2 separate regions of the Gossypium hirsutum genome follow, and region 1 is linked to region 2. Evidence: chromatin contacts called from public Hi-C data. All regions are on one chromosome and are shown on one strand. The core of a region is the stretch at or near the end of the contact, and the rest is flanking DNA. Distances in the headings are between cores, read along the strand shown.

The links. A called contact is a pair of places that touch in the nucleus more often than the background predicts.
Region 1: a Hi-C map of leaf shows a contact between it and region 2, with 2.4 times the contacts expected there. The contact joins the enhancer-like site here to the promoter of LOC121202911 in region 2. A contact is called at or near these places in 3 of 34 Hi-C or Micro-C datasets (anther and leaf).

Annotation. Positions count from the first base shown.
Region 1 is chrA07:3,388,287-3,392,247 of Gossypium_hirsutum_v2.1, reverse strand. No RefSeq gene overlaps it. Among protein-coding and RNA genes, the nearest start is that of LOC107920305, 10 kb to the left of the region's middle. Within about 2 kb of position 1,772, at least 4 of the 9 cell types and tissues checked have an H3K27ac peak or open chromatin away from gene starts, as enhancers often do. A contact at or near this core is called in leaf, where this site is marked.
Region 2 is chrA07:3,302,909-3,306,765 of Gossypium_hirsutum_v2.1, reverse strand. LOC121202911 (probable CCR4-associated factor 1 homolog 7) reads left to right here and starts at 1,448. Exons shown (of 2, transcript XM_041117203.1): 1 at 1,448-1,914; 2 at 2,072-3,118. The coding sequence starts at 2,165. The coding sequence ends at 2,989. It overlaps TRNAT-AGU (transfer RNA threonine (anticodon AGU)), which reads right to left and starts at 784; the gene lies at 711-784. LOC107900479 reads left to right here and starts at 3,296. Exons shown (of 3, transcript XM_016826090.2): 1 at 3,296-3,372; 2 at 3,541-3,649. The coding sequence starts at 3,296. It also overlaps the pseudogene LOC107899822.

The DNA of each region.
Region 1 (3,961 bases), core at 523-3,022, 85 kb before region 2:
TCATTAAAAAATATATATTATAATTTTCAGCTGGTCAAATAGAATTTAATTCCATTCAAAATCTAATTAAATTTAATCTTATTTATTAATAAAATTGATATTCAAAACTTTAGTTAATATTTTCAACATCAAAACTAATTCATTCAGCAATAACCCAAAAAAAAAAAAACAAAAAACAAACCATCCCTTTTGTTACAAACGAGGTTAGATTCCTTGTCTAAATGGGTTCGAGCCCTGTGCCCTAAAATTTAGCAAACAATTCCTATTATTTTAGTTTTATTTTATATTCTCATTGTTTATTTAAATAAAACAAAAATTATAGCAATATTTATTTTAATGAAAAATTATTAATCCATTCTATGGGTATACAATTAGAGGAAAAAAAACATAACAAATATTTGTTGTAAGCAATGATGGATACGCTCCATCGACTTAGTAAAAGCTTCAGTTTTAGTATCAATAGCATATTATAACATGTTGATGATTAATTTTGTCACAATTTAAATACGAAATATTTAGAGTAATTGTAAACATTTAATACAATAAGAAAATTTAACTTCGGATGGGCAAAAGTAGCATGCAAAAATCGACAAGAGAACCTAGCATCTATCAAATTGGAGAAAACAAACACTTATAAATCGACAAGAGAAACATGTTCTATAAGAGCTGGCAAAAGCTTATAAAAGTGAGATTTATTAAACAATGGAAAACAAACAAAAAAAACATATGAAACTTAAGACAACATGAGTTCAAATCGACTCGTGAAATTATTTATTATTTTAAAATATTTTCAAAATATAAATATAATAGCAAGCCAGCGAAGAACTACTAACAGTTTCCGAAAAGGGAAGTAATGTGTCTCTCCATGATAACTTGTGAAAATAACAAAAATATTTATAAAATAAATTTAGAAACTGAAAAAAGAAAATATATAAAGTGAATGAAGGAAAAAGAAAAAATTAATAGAAGAGAAAAATAAACAAATAGTAATCAGCTCGAAAACTAATACAATCAAAAGGGAACAAACAAACCGCTCGACAGCAATATTTAAGTTAATAGGACTTGGGAAAAATAAAATAATAAAAAATTAACAGGAGAGGGCACTTGTAAGTAACACTTATGTCAAAATTTTGAAACCGTGGGAGGTATATCATCATTAGTAATCATTACTACTATCCACTCATAAAAATAAAAATAGGTAATTTACATTATTATTCTTCCTATTATTAATATTTTTCATTTTCATCACTACGTGATATTTTTAAATGGGTATAGATAAGGATCTAAACATGCAGTTTGGCTGAAGAATCCATAGCTCCCAAAAAGGGTTCCCACAGACAACGCGAATTGTTGAGGTCATTTTTAGTGATGAGGCTCGTTAGAGATCTGCAAAGGGAAAAGAAAAGTCAAAACCCGATGCTTAAGTCAGCACTGTGCTTAGTGGATGAAGTATATAAGAATGTTAGGTAGCAGGGTGAGGTCTCCTACCTCTGCTGCAGACATGCTACCTTATTTATAGGCTTTTTGGCTCCTGCCCTGTCGATGCTGTTGAGTTAGTCCGATTTTTCAAAGTCGTTAGCTTCCTCATACTTTTTATGCTTTGCTTGACTAAGCATTTGACTGAGTTGCTTAGGAGAACTCTGTATGCTTTTTAAAGCATTGAGAGAGCTGTTGAAGAGGGAGCTTTGAGAGCGTGATACTCTTACATGGGAGGAACATTGACGTTCCAGAGAGGGATGGTCCCTCTAAAGCTTAGGTGGCGTGGGCCTTTGAGGCCAACCCTTGGTGGGCTAGTGGTATTTGGTTGGACTATGTTTTCCGCCCAAGTTTATTGGGTACTAAGTATAAGGAGCAAGTTCCTATACTTTTATTTTTAGAAATTTAATCTTATTTTTCATATTTTAAAATTTAAGTTCAATTGATAGCATTATTAAAATTATTTTATTAAATATAAATTTATTAAAATATTATTTTTTTAGTTATATTGCTACAAAATAAGTATTTTTTTATTTCAAAATGGCTCACTAACGAAAGTTTAATAAAAAATTAACATTACTAACAATTAGACTTAAATTTTGAAATCTAAAACATAGAAGGACTAAATTTTGGGAAATAAAAGTAAAGGAACTAAATTTCTAAATTGGTAAAAAATACAAGGATCTATGGCATATTTTAACCATAAATGAAATAATAGAAGGATTCAATCTACACAAAATTAATAGTATAGGGGTTGCCCGTAGAATTTTAGTGCATTTAAATATACGTATGGGTATCCAAGCGAAAAATAAAATAAAACTAAAGAAAGAAAAAAAAGGAGAGTAGGTTAAAGCGGTGCAGCGGCGCCACTTTAGCTGTTTCTTGGGTCGGTCAAACCCTGACCTTTTGGCCCAATTTGTACTCCTGAACTTCAAACTCTTCGTTTTCCGGAGCATTGGAGGTTAAGCAAATGGAACCATGCATATATTTAGTAAGAAAACAAAATTCTGATTTTATTCGTCGAGTGTTTATTTTCTAAAAATATTTAATAAAAGAATAAAATTTTAAATTTATTGGTCGAGTATTCACCTTTTAAAAAAATAAAAAATATTTTTTCTATGTTTAAATTTTTAATAAAAATATATAAGATTAATAAACATTAAATTAAAACTAGCACAAATTAATCTTTAAAAGAAATATCGATGAGCTTAAAATGTGTTTTTAGGTTAATTATTTACAAAAGTCAGTAGAATTGAACAAAAGTTGAGACCCATATTTCGAGAGTTAAGTTTGGATAAATATGGATCATGTCAATACCATACAATAACTCAACCAAAATGTGACTCCTCAACCAATGAATCTTTCTAATCTTAGATTCAATTTCCACCATTTGTAAATTTTTTTAATTTGAAGTACTTTCTTTTATAGATTTTGTATAAAATAAAAAAAAGTATATTTGTTATAATGATTGTTATTTTTTAAACCAAAATGTTTTTTTAATAATTCTTTTAATTCAATTAAGAAATTAAAAAATGTTGGTACAATATGATATTTTGTATTATTTTTATTTATTTCCTAGATTAATGGTTGGTATCCTCTGGATGTTATAAGGAGCCAGACCAACAACCCATGGCTCCCCAACACTTTGTATGGACAACTAACCATGACATAATCAAAGTCTATTCAAATCTTTCATTGAACACGTAGCTTTTCAGCAGGTTGAGTAGTGTTGTAAGAGTATAAATCCAAATTATTTTTTTATACCCACATTTCTTCCAAAGTTTTGTATTTATAAACCATATATCAACAATCAGATTCTAGGATTAGGATTAAGTTTAAAGGGAGTTTAGTAAAATTTTTAAAGATTTTTAAGGGCTTAATAAAAAAATAATTTTAAAGAAAAAAATTAGGGTCGAATTAAATTTTTTAAAATTTTGTGAGATTAATGAGAATTTTCAAAATTTTAAGGGGTTACTTACAATTTTCTAAAAATATCAATTCTCAAAATTTGAGAGGATGGAACAAGACTATTGTTACGGTCTGCCTTTGAAAAGTGCACTTGAAAGTAACAAAAGCTTAAAGAAATTACGAGTATCTTTGAAAGAAAGAAATAATTCCAAATTATACTCTCAGAACATATCCTAACAGATTGGATCGAATTGTGATATATATCTTCAAATACAAATGATTATTTATTTAGAGGGTTGTAAACATCCTATAATCACCTGGAATGATGATTATTAAAGGTTGAATTAAGCAGCCAAGTGATAGCTTATTTGCAATAAGCTGAGGTGTTAATCAACAAGAATCCACCTGGCTGATGCAAAATTTTGTCCAAGGACCTGTCAATGATGATTCCTGGGCACTTTGTAATCTGCTTTACTTCATCAAATATTAGCCCCAGAAATATTGTTTAAAAGCATCTAATTTCAAAGAAACATAATCTGAGAATTCAAGTTCGTCAAGAAACATATCTGAAATTGAG
Region 2 (3,857 bases), core at 199-2,698:
ACACGGCACCATCAACTTAATATTATGATACCTTTAAACCCCTTAATATGTCTGAACCCTTTGGGAAACTTCTTGCCCAACAAAGCTTGAACAAGAGCTTCCTTGTTAAAAATATTGCCTAGTTTATCAATGACGCAAGGTTTTCTTAAGGGGTCATTGGATAAAGCATAATTGAGTCACTTACCGAACCTTTGCTCATTCGGGTCGACTTTGTCGGGCTTTTTAACAGCGTACATATTGAGGTAACAGTCGCGAGACTCGACTCCGGTGGCTCCGCGATCGCCTCCGCCGCGGAGCGGGAAAGGAGAAAGCGGGTGAATTAGGGCTTGAACAAGAGCTTCCTTGTTAAAAATATTGCCTAGTTTATCAATGACGCAAGGTTCTCTTAAGGGGTCATTGGATAAAGCGCAATTGAGTCACTTACCGAACCTTTGCTCATTCGGGTCGACTTTGTCGGGCTTTTTAACAGCGTAGATCTTGAGGTAACAGTCGCGAGACTCGACTCCGGTGGCTCCGCCATCGCCTCCGCCGAGGAGCGGGAAAGGAGAAAGCGGGTGAATTAGGGATTTGGTTTAACGAGAAATTGGGTTTTAGGGTTTTAATTTTAGAACTCTGATGGCGGTTGCGAACGCCGACAACCGCGAGAGTGTAGCGAATTTGTCAACGAAGGAAATCCCATAAAACAGGGAATAGCCAAAAAGGAGGCAAATTGCTTTCATTGAGAGTCGAACTCAAGACCTCCCGCTTACTAAACGGGTGCTCTAACCAACTGAGCTATGAAAGCCTTTTTGATACTGATTTCTAATTTACTTTATATATTATTTATTTAAAAGAAAATAAAATCAAGATTTTTCAAAAGTGGTTTTTGGATAAACTCAAAAATTAAATGGTGAAATTTTAAGTTATAAAATTTATTTGATTTATTGATTAAAAAATTAGTTATGGAATATAATTATATTTTTGAATAAATATAAAATTTAAATTATAAAAAAACTATATTTAAAATTATATTATTAAATTTTAAACATCTCACTTTATTTTAAACAAAGATGATCAAATTTTCAAGAATTTAAAGGTGGGCGAGAAAAGACTAGACGAGTGAGTTATTGCATGTGATGGGTGATGGGTGATGGGTGATGGGTGATGGGTGATGGGTGTCTTTAGGGATTTTCCCAATATATTTCCTTGAGATTGTGTGGGTCTTAAGGATGCAATGATTAGTTGAAAGCATGACATTCGGGCCAAACTTGTTGAGTTTGGCCTGCAAGGTCAAGGCTTGACAAGCTCAGACTCCAAAATCGAAGTGGCATGAGGATTATATCACCATAGTTTAGGTCGGATAGTCGAATTGGACCTTGTAGGATTGGACCTTCCATATAGTATACCACCATATAACAAAAATAAACATAAAATAATAATAAATAATATCCATAAACAATCCAAAAACATAATGCAATATAAATAAATAAATAAAAACCGAAACGATACAATGGCGGAAGGTGAAAGCAACAGAGGAGGCAAGTGAAAAAAGTATATTGGTATAAAAGCTTCGTCATATAAAGCGCCTGGTCTTTCTCTCTTCTCTCACTTCATGATTTTATCTCTTCAATGTTGATGCTGTTACAATGTGAAGCACAGGGAGGCTTTTGGATAAAAGCTTTCTTTATCTTCTTCATCCCATAAAATTCCATTTTTGTTAAAAAAAAAAAAAGAAGAAAGGAAAACTTATACGCCCCCAAAATTTCAATTTGTCATTTTCTTTAAGAAAACCAAAAAAAGAAAAAATATCATAAAAAAGAATCCATAAACCCTCCTCCTACCGTCATTCATTTCATCTTTCTAAAGCCCCTACAGATTTCGATTCGAATCTCATTTTTATATATTTTTTTGCCCTCAGCTGCAACGTTTTCCAGGGTAAGATCTCATGTTCTTTACCTTCATTGTCCATTTTTTTCTTTCTATTTTTTTTGAAATTTGAAGGCTTTGATTGGATTTTCAAGATATGGGTTACTGTTATCTGTTGATAAGGAGAAATGCGTACTTAAATGGTTTTTTATGTTGTTATTTGCAGATTCTGGAGAATTGGTTTTTTGTTTCCCTTTATATAGTTGTTCTAGAAATCAAAGCTTTGTTACTTTTTTTTTTTCTTTTTTTCCGAAGGAAGATGTCGATTTTGCCGAAAAGTGAATCAATTCACATAAGGGAAGTTTGGGACGAGAATTTGAATTGTGAATTCGAGTTAATTCGAGATATTGTGGATGATTACCCCTTCATTGCTATGGACACTGAGTTCCCGGGCATTGTTCTACGCCCAATAGGCAATTTCAAGAGCAGTTTTGATTACAATTACCAAACCTTGAAAGCAAATGTTGATCTTTTGAAACTGATTCAGTTGGGTCTTACTTTCTCTGATGCCAAAGGGAATTTGCCTACTTGTGGAACTGATAAATACTGTGTTTGGCAATTCAATTTCCGCGAATTCGATCCTAATGAGGATGTCTATGCTAATGACTCCATTGAGCTTTTGTCTCAAAGTGGCATTGATTTTCAGAAGAACAAAGAAAAGGGCATTAGTTCTCATGACTTCAGTGAATTGTTAATGTCATCTGGGATTGTTTTGAATGATAATGTGCATTGGGTGACTTTTCATAGCGGCTACGATTTTGGGTATTTGCTTAAGTTGCTCACTTGCAAGAATCTTCCTGAAACACAGACAGGGTTCTTTAGTTTGATTAAGATTTATTTCCCGACTCTATATGATATCAAGCATCTGATGAAGTTTTGCAATAGCCTACATGGTGGGTTGAACAAGCTTGCAGAGCTGTTAGAAGTGGAGAGGATTGGTATTTGTCACCAAGCTGGTTCAGATAGTTTGCTTACTTGTTGTACATTCATGAAACTGAAAGAAAATTTCTTTAGTGGTTTGGCCGAGAAATATGCTGGTGTGTTATATGGTCTTGGTGTTGAGAATGGACAGAATACTCTCTAATAAATCAAAGAAAACTTCTTTAGTTGGTCGACTGAGAGATATGCTGGTTTGTTATATGGTCTTGGTCGTTCAGAATTGACAGAATACTTCTTAAATATCAAAGAATTATGAAATAAAAGCTGTTTGTTAGACTTTGTGTTCCATTTGCAATCTACTTATAATATCTCGTATCTTATCATCAGCCTGTTTTACACATCTTACTGCACGGATATCATTGATCATTTCATTGAACTGTTATACTTGCTTTGCGCTTGTTGGTTATCAAAGAATGTTAAATGCATATGAGTGGAGGGAGAGGGTGGAGGGATGGTAATAGAAATGTTTCACAATGGCCAGCCAAAGGATGAGGCCCTTTTCCCCCTGGAGATTTTCAGTATAAAATTGTAAGCATGCTTTCCAAAATCATGATAATAAATAGATAGAGAGATAATTTTCATGGTAGTTTTGAACTATTGATATGTTTTTGTTTCACTCCTACTAAGCTTTAATCAAACCTCTGACATTTTAGCAAGTTTCATTCCTTTCATTGTAAATATTTCGAAGTGTCTCAGTTCAACAGCCACAATTCAGTGTTGCCAAGGAGCCATTGTAAGATTTGATTCCACAACATTGCCATTTGCAGAGCAGAAGCTCTATCAGGATTGTAGAATGCAGACTGAGGTAAGCTATTGCCTATCGTTGATCAACATGATTAAGAAGAATAAACTGTAAGATTCATTGATCATCATTCTGTTCCTATTGTAATGGGAGGTGAGAAGAGGGGGATGATGAGAAAGGATACATGTATATATATATCATTTTTGCTGTGCCCTTGGCATGTTGTTTATTACTCTAGAAAATTCATTTGAGAAGAGGGAATCAAGAACTG